Linked DNA regions of Mus musculus: all the other regions are linked to region 2. A link is a contact called in public Hi-C and promoter capture Hi-C data. All regions are on one chromosome and are shown on one strand. The core of a region is the stretch at or near the end of the contact, and the rest is flanking DNA. Distances in the headings are between cores, read along the strand shown.

Region 1 (2,700 bases), core at 25-2,524, 3.1 Mb before region 2:
ACTCGGGAGGCAGAGGCAGGTGGAGTTCTGAGTTCAAGGCCAGCCTGGTCTACAGAGTGAGTTCCAGGACAGCCAGAGCAACACAGAGAAACCCTGTCTCAAAAAAAAACAAAACAAAACAAAACAAAAACCCTACCAGAATCTGTCTGCAACCTTATTTGCAATAATTAAACTACAAAACAGTGTGTGTGTGTTGGGGAGGGGGTGTGTGTGTCACAACCCAGGGACCCTACTAGCAAGTGGGGCCGTACTGAGTTCCATGTATAACACACTGGCACTCTGATAACACTGAAGACTGCTGGGGGCTCTGTGCCTCTTAGCTCCAAACACCTCCTTTCTTCTGGCGCTGGGAAAACGTACACCTCCTAAGCAGCCTGGTCTAAGCCTCAACACACAGCACTAATCCAGGGCGGCGATCCATAGAAACACCTGCTGACCCAGGGTTTCGCGGCTTCCGCTAGGGAAGGCTCGGGCCGCAGCTTCTCCCCGGGCGGGCGGGCGGACGGGCGGGCCTCCCTAGCGTTGGCCCCGGTGGCTGCTGGAGGAGGAACCCAGCCAGGTGCTCGCAGGCCCTCGCCGCCGCTCACCTGGTACAGCTCCTCCAGGTTGTACCTGATGGATGTGCTGCTCTGGATGGCCTTGACCGCTTCGTGAAGCTTCCGCCACGTGTCCTGAGTGTAGTTGTCAGGCAGCCGCGGCCTGTCTGTGGGGGAGAGAGGGTCAACGGCCGCGCGGGGACAGCACAGGCCGGGGCACCGAGGCAGGGCCCGGCCGGGCTAGCCAGGAGGTGCGGGATCGGGGCCAGCTGGGGCGCGGGGACGTGGCGGAGCGTGAGGTGCAGGGACAAGTCGGGTTGCGGCGCCGAGACGGGACAGTGCGGGAACCAGGCGGGCCGGGGCGCGGGGACAGGGCCTGCCGGGCAGCCCCAGGAGGCCCTGTCCGAGCGCGCGACCCGCCGGCCGCCCCGTTCGCTCCTCACCGGAGCGCACCCACCTCGGAAGTTCTTGATGACCAGCTTCCTGGAGCCTCCCGTGCCCCCCGGCTTGGCGGGGCCACCGGCCAACGCCGCGGGCTTGGTGAGGCCGTTGGTGCGGCCCATGAGAGCCGAGACGCTGCCCTTCCGAGGGCCCTCGTCCGCCATGGCTGGGCCGGACGCCGCCCCGCCCCGCGCCGCCCGGCTCCTCCTCCTGCCCTGCGCCCGCTCCGTGCGCGCCCGGCTCCTCCTCCTGCTGCTGTCGGGCTCCGCCCGTGAGCGCTCGGCTCCTCCTCTTTCTGCTCGCGGCCGGGTCCGCGCGCCCGAGGCCCAACCGCCGCGGCGCGCACCGGAACGATCCGGCTCCTCCTCCTATGCGCGAACTCCGCCCAAGGAGGGCTCGGGGACTCGCAGGCGTTCTACAACGAATGCTCGCGAGAGGGCGCCGTGACACCTGCACCGAGGGCTCCGGAGCTCGCCGCCCCACGTCACGTCGAGGGCCGTGACGAGGACACCCCGGCGAGGACTTGAGTGGATAAAAGCACCCGGCAACCTTGCCTCCTGGATCACCTTACACCTAGGATGCTCAGGGATGCTGCTCCGTGCGCTAGCGCGCCGAGGGGTTGGGGACGGGATGCTCTGCACCCATTTATCTGGGGTGCCCCAGTGTGAGATGTGGGAGGACTCAGGAACACATCCTAGGAGTGCGCGGGACGCCTTCCCAGTGGGCTCTGGACTTTGGTTCCGGGAGAGTCAGGAGCGCCTCTGCACACGGAGGGTTGGGGATCGGGTCACCCTCATGGGAGAGGGGTGCGAGGAATCGGGTCGCTAGCACACCGACGTGACCAGGGACACGTTCCCAAGTCGGTTGGGAACTCCTCCACGTCAGTCCTCCGCCCTCGCGCGCGCCCCCGCCGCACCCGAGGCGTCCCGGCGACCGCGCTGACAGCTGCCCCCAAAGAAGTGCTCTCACCACCGGCTCGGCTCGGCTCGGCTCGGCTCGCTCCACCTTCACCCGCTCCGGAACCAACGTGCAGAGGTTACCGTGTGGGGACAAGGAGCGGAAACGGACCTGCGCCGGAAGTGAGGCACTCAACACCCGCGGCCGCCGCTATGGCGCACATCACCATTAACCAGTACCTACAGCAGGTGGGTTTCGCTTGGTATCCTGGCCTACGGGCCACGAGGGGTGAGTCCTGGGGCCGGGTCGGACGGTGCCGGGGGTCCTGCGGCTGGCCTCGAGGCGAGGAGGGTGTGCTGCACGCGGTGGGCAGCCTGCCTTGTTCGGAAGTTGCAGGTGCTGCCCGGTGGACCAGGAGGAGGAGGATCCGAGGTGGAGGTAGCAAGATCGGGGCCACTTGTAGAAACGGTTGTCTGTGTAGTCAGCGCTGCTGTCCGCACGAAGCACGTTGTGTCTCTTGGCAGCGGTGCCCATCAAGGCTTTACTTAAAGCCTGGGAGTGGCACAGGCAAACACTGTTGCATCCGGGTGGAGGGCCGTGATTGCGTCTTCTAGGGTGTTGAAGATGTGAATCCCACTAGGCAACACACCTGGTGCAAGGGGCAGCCAGATAGGGAAGACTGATGAACGTTTTAACTGACTACACTTGCTGCTCATGGCTGCTTATGAACCTTGGATTTGCGCTTAGCTCTATTACCAAAGCCCCCTTTTCCTGTCCCAAACAGCTCAGTTTTGGGTACTACAGTACTAGAAGCAGTACTTGTGTG
Region 2 (2,826 bases), core at 115-2,614:
TTCTGAACTGTCTGGGAGAGCATCCAACGTTCCGGCGAAAGGCAGCAGGCCAAGTGCTACCTGTGGCTGTACATGTACAAGTCAGCTAGCCTTCTGCTTGCCCGGTCTTTCTAATACCTATTTCCAGGATGTGGTGATAAAATGCTGCCACCTCTGAGTCAAAATTCAAGCATTTTCTTATCTATCGCAGCAAAGCAAGTCTCAGTAAGCACTGCGAATCCCAGTTAAATCACGGCAGTGACTCAAGTTATTAGAGTGAAGCTTTATTTTTCTGTGGAGACCCAGCTCAGACTACAGGTCCTCCAGCAAGCTTTCCTCGGACCTCGTTCCCAGTGTCACCAGTTCCATCCTGTAGCCTGGGCCGACTCATGTGGCACTATTTACTAAGGGGGTGATGAGCCTGCTTATATAGGCTGGGAGTTCCGTGATGGCAGTGACCTTATGTTACTCCATCGGACGCTTTCAACGCGTAGCAAGGCCGAAGGTACAGAGCAAGTCCAACTCAATCCCAGCTCAACTGAGTCAAGTCTTTGGTAGCACAGCTGTGACATAACTCTGCACTGCCAATCATTAATTCTCAGTGAGATAAAACAGTGCTTTAGAGAAGAACATGTCTAAGCACACACACACATAAGGACTAATTCATGCCAAAAGACAGAGCAGATCGACAAAAAACAAAACAAAACCCAACGTTCAAACTTAAAGCCAGTGTGTCACTTGGTTCCTGCTGCCTGGTAGACAAGTGCACAACTAAAGGTTTACTTTAGGTTGCCAGCTCAGCCAAGCACACTCCCTGATGCATTCTCGCTTCACACCAATGGCTAAAAAAAAAAAGAGGCCCAGTGACTTCAAGTGTGCGACAACTCTCTGGATTTTATGGCCCCGTCGCCCGCAGCTGCGAGGTTAGCAGGTCTGCACCTGTTACAGACAAACGCGCCCAGTCCCTCCGACCCAAGCCCGGGGTTTGCTGGCCGACTGTTCTGGGAGTAGATACGGGCTCCCGAATCCGAGCTGCGGGGTGAGGAGGTCGGGGAGGCCGCCCGCGTCCCCGCCGCACTTACTCAGGCTCGCGGGCGGGCTGCGCAGTCGGCCGCGGGCTCGGAACCCGGCTCCGCGCTGCAGCGAGGCCCCGCGCCGCCCCCGCCGCTCCTCATCGTCTTCCTCCCGCCGAGGGGCCGCCGTCGCCACTGTCTAGCCCGGAGCTCCTGCGGCGCGGCGGGCCCAGCTGGCGCAGCCTCCACTTCCGGCTCGCGCGCGGTGTCCCTGGCAAATAACCCCGCCGGCCCCCACATAACCTGTTCTCCAGCTTCCTCCCGGGAGCGCGAAGCCAACCTGTGCACCCCTATGCGCATGCGCAGGACACTGGGCTCCGCCTTCATGCTACGGTAGCCCGTAGGGGCAAGATACATCTCGGCGTTTCCAGTCAACTGCTGCCTGAACACATTTCGGAGAACAAGGAGTTTCTCTTCTCTCCTCTTCTCCCCTCCTCTCCCAAATGTGCCTGCTCTTGGCTATGCTCTTTCACTTATCTGCACTAAACTTTCTCTTCCACCATGCCTAACTTTCAGGTAGTTATGCCCTTCCTTTTTACTTTTTTTTCCCCCCACTCTGAGGATAAAACAAATTTGGTTCTCCATTAACCATGCAGCTAAAAAGCACATTAGAGCAAGAGCTTTGAATTAACTAATAGCTTTTCTCGGCTCATAATTTGTGGTTCTTTCGTATCAGTAAAGCAGAGCCCGACCTGTGCCTGACGTCGGAGCGCAGGAGCAGTTGAATAAGACACGGATGTGTAAGAGTTGTACAAGCTGTACGAGCACCGCTGATGCTCCTGTACAGTAACGTGTGGCTTTGCAACACCACAGGGAAACTATCGTGAGACTAAGGGAAACTACAGAGAAAATAACTGGCCACACGGAGCCGTAGGATCTGGCCCCACTTTAAACTAGCCCTGGACTGTCGGCCTTGTGAAATGCAGCGTAAACACATTAGACAACCCCTGAAAGCAATTGACACTCTAGTGTCTCACCAGGACTGCAAAGTTTCACCTTCAAAGAAAGTGTTCCCCACACTTTGCCTATAATTTCTGAACTCTTATTGGTGGAGTAGGGCAGGTCATAGCCACCAATGCCAGTGGAAAGTAAGAGTTTCTGAGACGTGGAGCGTACGTTTATACTTCTATTTTGAGTATCTAGTATAGTTATTGAGTGACAGTAAGGTGTTCAATAACACTATCAGCTAGCTTTATTCCAAATCACCGAGCACCATTGAAAAGCCTTTAGTCCATGTAAGTATGTTTCTGCGCCATGAATTATTTATTACTATGTAATACATAATTATTTTTATTATTATGTATTATTTCTGCACAGTGAAAAGGCTACCAAGAACACAGAACCTGAATTAATTTTGCAAAAGTCTTTTTCTGGAGCCCTAGACTTTTTAGGTGGGAGGATTCTCTTCTGTCCTGGAAGTCTTCAGAAGCCAGTCCTGTCAGGGCAGCAACCCAGGCTCCAAGTTCCTCAAATTCGGCTCAACGATGACATCCAGCGGCGAGGGACCGAACATCCTTTGCTACAGGCAGAGACAGTGGAGGCGCGCTGCGCAGGCGCTCTGAGCCGCCGCGCCGGCCCGCCCCTGCCTCGCCTGTGCCTTTAAAAGCCGGCAGGCTCGCCTGTTCCCACTGCGCCTGCGCGGCAAGCAGCTGGCGGAAACGCCCGGCCGGCTTCTTGTGGCGGCAGCTTCCGGTCGGAGTGGGGCGGGGCAACCTCTGCTAAGCAAGTGGTGTGGCGGGTTGGAGGAGGCAGGGAGGTTCTTGGTCCTAGGGAG
Region 3 (2,700 bases), core at 59-2,558, 3.2 Mb before region 2:
ACCACTGATTAGTTTAGTTTATTCATTCATTCGTTTATTTATTTCATTTTTGCAACAGGGTCTCCGGTCCTGGCTGTCTTAGAACTCATTATATAGACCAGAATGGCTTGTTAAAGAGATCGTCCTGACACTAGCTCAGGATTAAAGGTATAAACCACTATGCAAGCCACAAGGTAGTTTGAAAAACATGAAGAGGCCTAACCTGGCTGTCCTTTGGATTTTATCCCAATCAGCATTTAGGAAGCAGAGACTACGAGAACCTGAACCTGTGAGTTTCAGGCCAGCGTGGTGGTGAGACACCCCTCCCCCCATTTTAAAAGTATAAAACAGTCTAAGGGTTTAAGTCGTTTTTGGCTGTGCTGGAGATTGAACTCCAGCTAGTTACCAAGCCATTCTGACACAACAGAACTTGTTTCGGCAACTCGTATATTAGCTACAACTCCTGAACCGTGAAGGGTCACAGGTCCCCTTAGCAAGGCTTCTGGGTTAAGACCGCCGAGTAAGCGCACCTCTCACGGACCAGAGAGTTCACACAAGTAGCAAAATAAAAGAAAGGGTAAACGAATTCCATAAAGTCACAGTCACAGAATTTGGGGGTGTGAGCCTCTGTGCCCAGGAGATTTGGCCAGCCACCTCTCTCCCGTCCTGAAGATGCTGGCACCGCAGCGAAACGCTCCGCGTTGCCGGGATACAGCGGCGAGGAAGGGCACCCGGCACCCCAGGCAGGGTCCGAGGCAGCACCCAGTCCTCTCACAAGGCAGCTCAGAGCCAGCAGCACTGCCTGGCAGGAACTCCAGCCCAGCTCCTTCCAGAGCGGCTCAGACTGGGCTCCCAACCCGCACCTACGTCCTTAGGCCCGCACGGGCTCCCAGGCGGCGAGCGCCACTGCGGAGCGGGCGGGCCGGCTCGAGGCCTTCTTGACGCCCGCGGCTCCGGGCGCCCCGTCCCCGCCCGGCCTGCCGCTCTGTTCCCGTCCGTCCCGAGACACCGACCCCGCCCGGCCCTCCTTCTCTCTCCCTCCCTCTCGGGCTCACCCAGCAGCAGCAGGAGCAGCGGCCGCCGGGCGCCGGGGGCCGCCATGGCGCGACGCAGCCGAGGCCGGAGGACGGCGGTTGCGCGGGCGGCGAGGCCGGCGGGAGGGCGCGTCCACCGACTCGAGAGGCCCCGCAGCTGCGGCGCCGGCACGGAGAGGACCCTGCGGCCGGCAGCGCCTGTCACGTGAGCAGTGCCGCGCCCGCCGGTCACGTGAGCCGAGGGTCTCGCGAGAGCCCGTGGACCGCCAGCTTACTCCTCACTTCTTCGGGAGGCTCCGTTCCGCACGTGATGTGGTCACGTGCCAGTCGGCATCACGTGGGCGCTGGACCACGTGATATCTTGCCCTCTCCCCACCCCCTTCCCCCCCCCCCCCCCACGGCCTTTCTCCCGAGTGTCCCGAAATGGAAAGTAGGTTGTGGCTTTGAGTAAGGGAAGGAGAAACGCTGTCGGAGAAAGTGAAGATGGAAACAGGAAGCCATGAAGGCTGGACTGAGCCCCGTAGGCCAGCTACATGCCACAGTTCAGGTCCAAGCCCCTGAAGGCCTGCAGCCCAGTGGTAGTCTTGGTTGAGAGCCATGTCTAGGTCAATACCAGTGTTTACATCCCAGGACAGTGTGCATATCCATTTCGAGGTGGGTATTCCCATCTAGACCCGTGCCCCAGGCCCAGGCTGACCTCCACTTTCAGGCTCACATACTAGTGTCTAGGGTCAGCCCCGAATGTGTCCCATTCGGTGATCCAGGCAGAGGACAGTCCTTTAGGATACGTAGATGGTGGGAGATGTGGAAAAGATACTTTTTAAGAGATAGGATTTCAGAATATATCTTTAGCCGGCCTCAAACTCAGAGATCAGCCCGCCTCTGCTTCCTGAGTGCTCAGATGATGTGTGTGGGCGCAGTGTTCTTGACCATTCCTGGCTGCTTAAGGGCATGTGGATGGTCATCTTACCTGAGATGACTATTTCCATGAAGAGTTCAATACTAAAGTATTTTCCTCTTTTGTGAATGTCACACTCAAAACTCGAGGATTGGTTTGATGTTTGGGGACATGGCGTCACCCTAAAGCCCAGGTTGACCTGGAACTCGCATGGACCAGGCTGGCCCCACACTCTGGGCAATCATCCTGTCAGGAGCGCAGAGATTACAGGTGTGTGCCACCATGGCATGAATAATCTGAGCTTTTATGTTATTATATTGTTTTGGAGACAGGGTCTCTCTATATAACCCTGGCAATCCTAGAACTCATTACTTAGACAGGTTGGCCTCAGACTCAAGAGATCAGCCTGCCTCTGCCTTCAGAGTGCTGGGACTAAAGGCCGGAGACCACCAGATCTACCTTGAAGTCCTCAAGTTTTAGCTTGAGGATTCCTCCTGTTAACAGATTTTTCATTCAAGCTGAGTTCTTCCTCCTCAGAATTGTAGACCCAGTAACAAAACTTAAAAGCTGTTTATGTAGTGGACTAGTTTATTCTGTGACCGGAGAATAAGAGTGGTTGGAGAGATGGCTCATTTGTGTAGGACCTTGGTTCCAGTCCCATCACTCACATGGTTCACAACTATCCAGTTCCGGGGAGCCTGATGCCCTCTCCTGACTTCTGAGGGCACACCACACCTGCCTATGATGCACAGGCCTACCCTATATTCAAGCAAAACTCTCATGCACAAA

Evidence for each region. Promoter capture Hi-C pulls out the DNA fragments that hold promoters and counts their contacts. Hi-C and Micro-C count contacts between places; a contact is called where the count stands out from the background.
Region 1: a Hi-C map of muscle stem cells shows a contact between it and region 2, with 6 times the contacts expected there. The contact joins the promoter of Cul4a here to the promoter of Abhd13 in region 2. A contact is called at or near these places in 2 of 484 Hi-C or Micro-C datasets (CD4 T cells and muscle stem cells).
Region 3: a contact with region 2 is called in a promoter capture Hi-C map of pre-B cells, with 5 times the contacts expected there. The contact joins the promoter of Lamp1 here to the promoter of Abhd13 in region 2. A contact is called at or near these places in 2 of 39 promoter capture datasets (cranial neural crest and pre-B cells).

Annotation. Positions count from the first base shown.
Region 1 is chr8:13,104,197-13,106,896 of GRCm38.p6, reverse strand. Cul4a (cullin 4A) reads right to left here and starts at 1,274. Exons shown (of 20, transcript NM_146207.3): 1 at 994-1,274; 2 at 588-703. The coding sequence starts at 1,141. Pcid2 (PCI domain containing 2) reads left to right here and starts at 1,554. Exons shown (of 14, transcript NM_178708.3): 1 at 1,554-2,122. The coding sequence starts at 2,087.
Region 2 is chr8:9,976,255-9,979,080 of GRCm38.p6, reverse strand. Abhd13 (abhydrolase domain containing 13) reads right to left here and starts at 1,364. Exons shown (of 2, transcript NM_001081119.1): 1 at 1,062-1,364. Lig4 (ligase IV, DNA, ATP-dependent) reads left to right here and starts at 2,770. Exons shown (of 2, transcript NM_176953.4): 1 at 2,770-2,826.
Region 3 is chr8:13,157,769-13,160,468 of GRCm38.p6, reverse strand. Lamp1 (lysosomal-associated membrane protein 1) reads right to left here and starts at 1,308. Exons shown (of 9, transcript NM_010684.3): 1 at 1,035-1,308. The coding sequence starts at 1,080.